2 separate regions of the Danio rerio genome follow, and region 1 is linked to region 2. Evidence: chromatin contacts called from public Hi-C data. All regions are on one chromosome and are shown on one strand. Each heading gives the region's core, a stretch centred on a gene start, on an enhancer-like site or on the middle of the called end of the contact. The rest is flanking DNA. Distances are from core to core; before and after follow the strand shown.

What was found. Hi-C and Micro-C count contacts between places; a contact is called where the count stands out from the background.
Region 1: a contact with region 2 is called in a Hi-C map of hematopoietic stem cells, with 3 times the contacts expected there. The contact joins the promoter of tomm7 here to the promoter of sp4 in region 2. A contact is called at or near these places in 2 of 18 Hi-C or Micro-C datasets (caudal fin and hematopoietic stem cells) and 2 of 4 datasets of contacts at active chromatin or transcription factors (embryo and gastrula embryo).

What each region holds. Positions count from the first base shown.
Region 1 is chr19:3,005,774-3,010,138 of GRCz12tu, reverse strand. It overlaps tomm7 (translocase of outer mitochondrial membrane 7 homolog (yeast)), which reads right to left and starts at 2,842. Exons shown (of 3, transcript NM_001161487.3): 1 at 2,608-2,842. The coding sequence starts at 2,710. si:ch73-24k9.2 reads right to left here. Exons shown (of 12, transcript XM_073931368.1): 12 at 3,142-4,365.
Region 2 is chr19:2,864,636-2,869,334 of GRCz12tu, reverse strand. It overlaps sp4 (sp4 transcription factor), which reads right to left and starts at 1,648. Exons shown (of 6, transcript NM_200124.1): 1 at 1,576-1,648; 2 at 1,181-1,266. The coding sequence starts at 1,582.

The DNA.
Region 1 (4,365 bases), core at 1,593-4,092, 140 kb before region 2:
AGAAATACGTCTTCTGAGAAAAATGGTGCATGTTCAATACTTATTTTCCCCACTGTATAAAATAAATTTGAATTCTAAAAGTATTTTATATTAATTAATTAAAATTAATATATATTTAATATATTAAATAAATGTAATTTATATTAATAACAACATTTTTCTAAATGTATACTGCATAACTAGAAAATAACAATACAATTTCTGCCCTAATGTTTTACTACTGCTGTTCTTATTTGTAAGTCGCTTTTGATGCATAGCATGTCAAATTATTACATGTAAACAAATGTAAACAATAATAAGCTGCCTTAATTAGAAAGCATACTACCAATGTGAAATTATCTAAACATCTATATTCATGGATTTTTATTAATATACATAATTAAACCCAGATTATAACCATCAACTAAACCCAGAACTTTTGTCCAGTGTTGTATGTTGCCTATGTAAGCAGGTATATGATGTAACAGCTGTCCTCCAGAAATGCTCATGTGTAGACTCACTGGGCTTTTCCACGTAAAACCGTTCAGCACCAAAACAAAACGCCATGACGTCTTTCAACATTTCCCGTCATGCCAAAAATACACAGGTAGGCAAATTTCGGTGGAGCAATGATGATGACAGTAGCGGAGTCCCTATCAACATTTCCTCATTTCACATTTAATAGTGATGACGCTGCTTTAAAAGCACAGAGCCAAACACCCGCCAGAGAAAACCATCAAGACAAAGACTCACAGCTGGAGGAAGTGATGCGCTTCAGACACTCAAGCAACACAAATACGCAACAAACTCAACATTATTTACAATCAGTCACCCTGTATTACAATGACGACGCATCCCAGAAGCCCCTCATCCTGACAGACTGTCCTGTAGTGACGTTAATCACTACTTAATGGCCAACAAGCACAGCAGGATGAGCAGTATTTAGATGAGGAATAACTGAATTGAAATAAACACTTTCAAAACGCACACTTCCTTGATGACGGCTATAATAGTGATGGTATATATTAGGGGTGTAACAGATGACGGTTGATCTGTGATTCGTACGGATCACAACCCACGGTTCGGAACACATGTGACTCGGAGATTAGGCTAATACATTTTTTTTTTACTTGTAGATTAATCCTAAATTTGTAACGATCGCAGAGAAAATACCTCTGGCATGATTTAAATCACATGTATGGAAGCATTTAGGCTTGCATGTACAATATAACGATGACAGAAAGTCTGTCGTGGGTTATTCGGGACATGGTGGGTTTCTTAGGTTATTAAAGGTGCTTTCTGTCAATACTTGTTTAGCCTGCAGCAATGCATTCAGTGTAAGCTGCACGATTAATCATTAAAAGATCAGGCTCTCAACACCCACGCAACATAAATGATGGTGAAATTTAGTCTGATCCGTGACTAAAAAGCCATGTGATCCGAACCGTGAGATTTGTGATTTGTCACACCACTAGTATACATTAAGACTACAAAATAATTGTCATCCGTTGTGTGCAATATAGAGCATACTTACACATTTAATCTGTATAAATATTGTAAATACATGGTGTGAAGTTCTGATCATGATTTTTAAAAAATAATAATAATCATAATACAAGCAATATATCACTGAAAAAGTGGTACAGTTGGTTTTATATTCAGACATTCGATCATTTAGAAGTCTCTATATTGTTTACCATGTTACTTTGAATATTCGATCCGAATTAGCATGTAAGTGTGGCTTGAAAACAACATTAACACTGTTTATTTGACTGTGAACACTGTTGTACTTTGATAGTCATCGGCTGCTAATATGATTTGGCTATTTGGAGTTTGCAAATAATACTTTTATGAAATTATATTATTAAGGGGAAAGTCTGAATGTGCCAATTTTACCTGTATATCACTGACTGTGTGTGTGTGTGTGTGTGTGTGTGTGTGTGTGTGTGTGTTTGTGTCGCCAATACATAATAAAAACATCTTCTAAAAAACATATTCAAATTGTAGAGAAATAAACCTTTCTTTATGCAAATTAGAGTTTTTTTTTGATGCTAGTCACTAATTATATTTGCAGTATATACATTATAATTATCGTTTTAAAATGCAGTAGACAACATTTGATCAAAAATGTTTATGAAAATTGTCTAAAACTATTCAACAACACACAATTTTGATCCATAGTCGTCTTTTTCCAGATATAACACCTTGCAATCATGCAAATAATTGTTGTAATGAAATGCACAGATGAATAGCTCAGCACAAAATTGGCAATGTGAGTTAACCAAATCAATATGGATAGTTTTGATTTCATTTACACTTTAAATACCACACGAGCTTTCAAAAATCCTGATTATTTGATGCTCAAGAATCATTTCTACTTACTACCAATCTTGTCATGTGTTCATGATGCTTTAATATATCTTAATCTACGTTTATCTATGTATATACTGATGACAACTCGCTTTTTCAAATCTTCAGCTTCAAATATAACACGTATAATAGTCATATCCGAGTTCATAGACGCTAAATATGTTTTAAACGAAGCATATAATGGTAAATGGTGAGTTAACGCCGCATGTAAACACACAGGACGCGCGCACATGCAGTGAATGTGGTTCATTTACTGACCCAGATAGAGCACAGTGGGGATGAAACCCCAGCGGATCACGAACTGTCCGCACTGGAACACCCGCTGCAGCCGCTGCTTGCTCTCTTTGCTCAGTTTCACCATGATTTTATGCAGATTCGATCGCCGGTGGATCCGATCGGATGAAGTGAAGGGCACGGAAGACCGCAGGAAACACGTGCGTGCCGTAAAGCGTGCGGCGGCGTTGTTGCTAAAAGGGATACAGCTGTGGACGGAAGTAAACGATCATCATTTATATTATTTATTAAATTACACATTAATTGTATTTTATTAACGTCTACCCCTACCAGCACAGTAATGTAAAAAAAGCAATTATACTGTGTGCTATTAATATCATTAACCATTTAATCATATTAACATCTACCTCTGCCTTTACATTAATGTAAAAACAGCAACTATACAAGGTATTATTCATATTATTTATTAAATCAACAATTAAATTGTAATTTATTAACGGCTAACCATAAGCCAACCCTCACGCTAATTTAAAAAGAGCAATTATACCAAGCATTATTCATATTGTTTATTAAATTACCTATTACATTTTTATTTTATTAACATCTAACCATACCCCAACCATCACATTAATGTAAAAACAGTAATCATACAAAGTATTATTCATATTATTTATTAAATTACCAATTTAATTGTATTTTATTAATGACTGACCATAACCCAGCACTCATATTAATGTAATATACCGAGTATTATTTATTACATTACCCTTTAAATAGTATTTTATTGTCGTCTACCCCTACTTTCACAGTATTGTACAAATATAAATTATTGTTGTCTCAAAAATTATGCTATATTGATGTAAGTAACCGCAGCTGTATCCCATCTAGACTTTACCGGCGGAAACCATTTTGCGACAGTGACACCCAGCGTCAGAGTGACACCCAGCGGCCAGACGGGAACACCACACCTGAAGAAAACATTCCTCTACAAACATCTAAACCCTCAGTTTATAGACAATTTTATAGACTAATCTCATCATAAAATCTGAATATATTTTAATGTAATTTATTTCTGAGATTCAGAACTGAATCACCGCACTCTTAGATGTCAAAAGATCCATCAGAAATCATGATTTGAGGCTCATTTTTGTGGAAAACGTGATTTTAAATCATTCTTTGATGAACAGAAGTTTTACATGGCTTATATAAGGTGAATTTCAAAATTTTCACAGATTTAAGACACAAACAGGACAAAAAGAAGAAAGTTTTGTCATCGTTTTGTTTTCAGTGAACGTTATAAAGGTAATTTCATAGTTTTGAAATGACACGACAGACATAAACACCAGCAGTAGACAGATGAGGACACACGAGGGCGCTGTTCCGCAACTAAAACAAAGGAGCGGGAAAATCAACACTGGAGGACAGAAACTTCTAATAGACAACAGCAGGGTAGGCAACATCTAATCCAGTGGTTCTCAAACTGTGGTACGTGTACCACTAGTGGTACGCGGACTTCCTTCTAGTGGTACACGGAGGAATGAAATACGTCATGTACATGCTACATATATTTCAAAATTGATCAAAAACTATGTGTATAATATGCCATATATGACATATAGCCTATATTTCTGAGGTGATCTGCCACGTTTTTTTAACTGTGCAGAGTTGTAGCTGCTGTACTAGGCCTACTACACTACTGTATTTTAATAGGGTATATGCCGAGCTAGTGCTGTTCCTATGCTGATACACTTCCGGTGACCTGTTATTGTGAACTTTTTTCCA
Region 2 (4,699 bases), core at 399-2,898:
GCCCAGTTTCCTAAATGTTTGTTCTTTATTTGGTTCTTTGTCAGTTTTCAGATGTCAAAACCAAAAAAATATAGCTTCAGACTTTTGGACTCCGCAAGTAAAGTAAACATTATTATTGTCTTTTATATAAACATGTTTTTTAATAGTTTTTACATTTTTGTTTTAATGACTTCTGACATGAACAAAACATTTTTCTTCTGTTATATTTACTAAATTATGCTTACTATATATAAACTTCATTATATCTATCTATCTATCTATCTATCTATCTATCTATCTATCTATCTATCTATATATATATATATATATATATATATATAGATATATATATATAGATATATATTTAGCATAGAGAAGATTTCTTCAACACATTTCTAAACATAATAGTTTTAATAACTCATCTCTAATAACTGATTTATTTTATCTTTTCCATGATGACAGTAAATAATATTAGATTAGATATTCTTAAAGACTCTTCTATACAGCTTAAAGTGACATTTAAAGGCTTAACTTGGTTAACTAGGTGAACTAGGCAGGTTAGGATAATTAGGCAAGTTATTGTATAACAATGGTTTGTTCTGTAGACTATCGAAAAAAATATATAGCTAGAAGGGGCTAATAATATTGACCTTAAAATGGATTTAAAAAAATAAGAACTGCTTTTATTCTAGCTGAAATAAAACAAATAAGACTTTCTCCAGAAGAAAAAATATTATCAGACATACTGTGAAATTTTCCTTGCTCTGTTAAACATCATTTAGGAAATATTTTAAAAAGAAATAAAATTTAAGGGGGGCTAATATATATATATATATATATAGACACACACACACGTTTCTTAAATGTTTGTTCTTCATTCGGTACTTTGTCTTTGTCAGTTTTCAGACGTCAAAACAAAACAATATGGCTTCAGACTTTTGGACTCCTCTGTGTGTTAGTGCAAATTGATTATAATGATATATTTGTTCAGTTTCTGAAGTGCTAAAGATTAAAAGTGTTACCCAACACAGTTCACCAATGTTTTATCAAACTCAAACAGCAGTTTTAGACAGGAACAGTGTGTATGCGTGTAACTGTGCACCGAAGAGCCCTGCAATAATCAGGAAGTGCTGTCTTTCAGTTGCAGAAACAAGTGGGCACCACAAAACCCCATTCAACCCAAACTTCACACATCTGATACCTGTGATCCAGAAGTTTTCCCTTTCGTACCCCCATCACCTCCACTGGCTTTCCCCCCATCAGTGGCCATGGCTTCCTTCTTTTGATCTGCAACAACAACAAAAAAGTCAACCCTAAAACATCTGGATGAATTTAATGCCACACATTACACTTGCACCACAAACACACACACACACACACACACAAGGGTCGGGTTTTGTAATGCAAAAGAGTCTAAACACATCAAGCAGGGCTTCCTGTCGCTCACAGGCATTGCACAAGAGCCAAAAGTGATCAATGGGCGCAAATAAACAGCAGATCGCATATGAAAGTGGGGGGACAGCGATGGATAGATGGCACAGACGCACGCATGGAGAATTAAGGGGTGGAGACGCATAAGGAGGGGAGGGTACGTACCACTCATTCCGCATTAATAAAACCCGGAGAGGAGTTGTTTAAGAGAAAAAAGGCCGGACGCCGTGGAAGGCAGGCAGAAGGCAGGCAAAAGCCCAGAAGAAGGACGGCCTATTTTCTCCAGCGGCCGCGGACTGTGGCGCAGCTCTGACGCACGGACCCACCCCGCCAGGAAGGGCGGTGCCAATGCAAAAACACCCTTCAATAACGGAGCACAAAATGCCAAGAGGGTCCGAGCAGGTCGGCTTGAAGAGCGGCGGTCCCGTACGCGTTCAAAGCGGGCCCAAATGTGCTGCTGAATCCGGAATTAAATAATGTTCCTCCGCGGAAATATGTGCAGGTCTGTCAGAGATCTCCGTCTGCGCGAAGGCCCACCCACTCCCATTTAAATATCTATGAATGCCAAAACCATCATGTTCAGTGTTCGCTCTCCCTTTCTCTCCGCTCTTTTTTGTGCGTGTGAGGATATTCGTCGGGAATTCACTCACACGACATTTCTCCGAAATTCACTTTTTTGATGCACAATTGCATTTGAGGCACACTAAAATTGCTGTGGCTTTTGTGGGCGGATGTTCCCCTCCCACTTATTCAGATTGGATGGTGGGCGTGATGACGTTTGGGGCTTGTAGTTTTATGAGTAGCTCAAGTCCTTTGGATTTCACACGTTGTGGACTACCGCTCCCATGATGCTCGGCGCCACAGAGAGTGACGTTTCGTTAGGGGGTGTTATCACGTTCGGTTGTTCGGAATGAAGAAGGGCGGGCTCTTGTGGTATGTGGGGGTTGGGCGAATGGAAACGGGTGGAGAAACACGAACCACCGGCCCAGTTCGGCTTCACGAGCGCACGGCCCACTCACTAACACACGCCCTGAACTTCTGTCACGATTACAGAGCGTGATAACCATGAATACATACACGCCGTTATGATACATGTACAGTAGCCGCTAAGTGCGTCGCGATTTTGAACGTGGCTGCACCTCACAGGCTTCAACAAGTATTCAGACACTTCTGTCCCACTTAAAACATGCGTGAATGTCACTGTATTACATAACAAAATTAAATCATGTGGCGTTATTTTTTAGCAAGCAAAATGTTTAACATAAATACATGTATTAGCTTCTAAATAGAGGACGGAGCTTTCAAAACAGACATATAAATATCAACAAAACAGCAGACAGTTGACTGAGGTAAAGTTAGGTTGTTCTACTTTCACACTTTCAGAGTTTGTCCTATAATATATCAATTCTGCAAAGGATTATTAGCGAATTCTAAATAGGCAAATCATATTAGCAGTCGAAGACTATCAAAAGTAGGTCTACAACATTGTTTACAGTCAATAGTGCTAATGTTCTAATGTCATACTTACAGTAGGCCTACAGAATATTCAAATGAACATGGTAAACAGTATGGGAGTTTTAAAATGAACGAATGTGCTAATATAAACCAACTTTACCTCAATACACGAGAAGGTTCTAGCTGCAGACCTGGTGCAGTGCAATCTGGGCTGCATCCAATGCATTTTAATGGGCTCACCTAAACCCACCCCTAACCCTACGCGTCACAGTGACGTCACTAGCTCCATTTGAGTGCATTGTGTCTGACATTGCATCGCGATGCAGTCTCAGCTTACACCATAAAGGCTGCATCCAGATACTATTGGAATACACACGTGCATTGCTTTCTAATAGCTAATAGGCTAAATCTCTGCGATAAACTGAATGTTACGTTTCTCATCTGTAAGTCACTTTGGGTATAAGTGTCTGCTGAATTATTAGATGTAAATCTTATAATGATGAAAAACCAGTTGAGCAAACAGCTTGATTTGAGCTCGACTGACACTTGTTGCAATGACTTATAGGTGATTTGAGAAAGGTTTAATGTAGTGTTTCAGGTAGCTTTGCTGTTTCTTTCTGTCAGGCTCTACAAAAATATCACACACAATTATTATTTGTGAATGTAAATATGATTTCCTAGTGACACAGAAAACCAAAAAAGATAGAAATAACTGATTTAAAACAAAGTTTGTTGGTGAAAATACAAGTGGTATAACTAAAATACTGAATAAAGTACTGTGCAAAATAATTAGGCTACCATAGTACATAGTTTGGTGATGATATAATGGACATGTCTTATTATTTGCCATGAAATGGCCTCCACAGTGTCCTGACCTGAATATTATAGAAGTACTATGAGACACAGAAGGAAATATCTCACAGCCTAAATCTAAAGGACACTGGAAAGTGCTGAAACCCATTACAGAGCACATTATATTCAGAAGTGTAACTAAAATACTTGGCACTTTATATAAAGTACTTGGCAAAACATTTAGGCCACCATTACATTGTTTTAGTGATGCTATAATGACCATATATAGGCAGCACGGTGGTGCAGTGGGTAGCACAATCGCCTCACAACAAGAAGGTAGCTGGTTTGAGCCCCGGCTCAGTTGGGATTTCTGTGTGGAGTTTGCATGTTCTCCCCGTGCTTGTGTGGGTTTCCTCCAGATGCTCCGGTTTTCCTCACAAGTCCAAAAACGTGGTGTAGGTGAATTGGGTAAGATAAAATTGTCCGTATTGTATGAGTGTGTATGGATGTTCCCTAGAGATGGGTTGCAGCTGGAAGGGCATCATCCGCTGTGTAAAACATATGCTGGATAAGTGGCGGTTCATTCCTCTGTGGCGACCCAAGATTAATAAAGGGACTAAGCCAAAAAAAAAAAAAAGAAGAAATGACTGAAAACCAAAGAGATAGAAATAACATTGGAATATTGTTGCTGGTGCAAATATTTGTTGCATAAATAAAATATTATATTAAAATATATAACACCATTAATACATTGTTTGGTGACGATATAATGGCCATATATTAATATTTGCTACGGAATGGCCTCCACAGTGTCCTGACCTGAATATTATAGCACCATGAGACAGAAAGAAATATTTGACAGCCTAAATCTAAAGAAGGACACTAAAAAGTGCTGAAACTCAGTACAGAGCACAATATTTTCAGAAAAAAAACTTCAGGAGAGTGTTCAAAACATGCTTAGCGCAAAGGGAAGTCATGTTCAGAGGTATAACTAAAATACTCTGCACTTTATATTAAGTACTGTGCAACACATTTAGGCCAC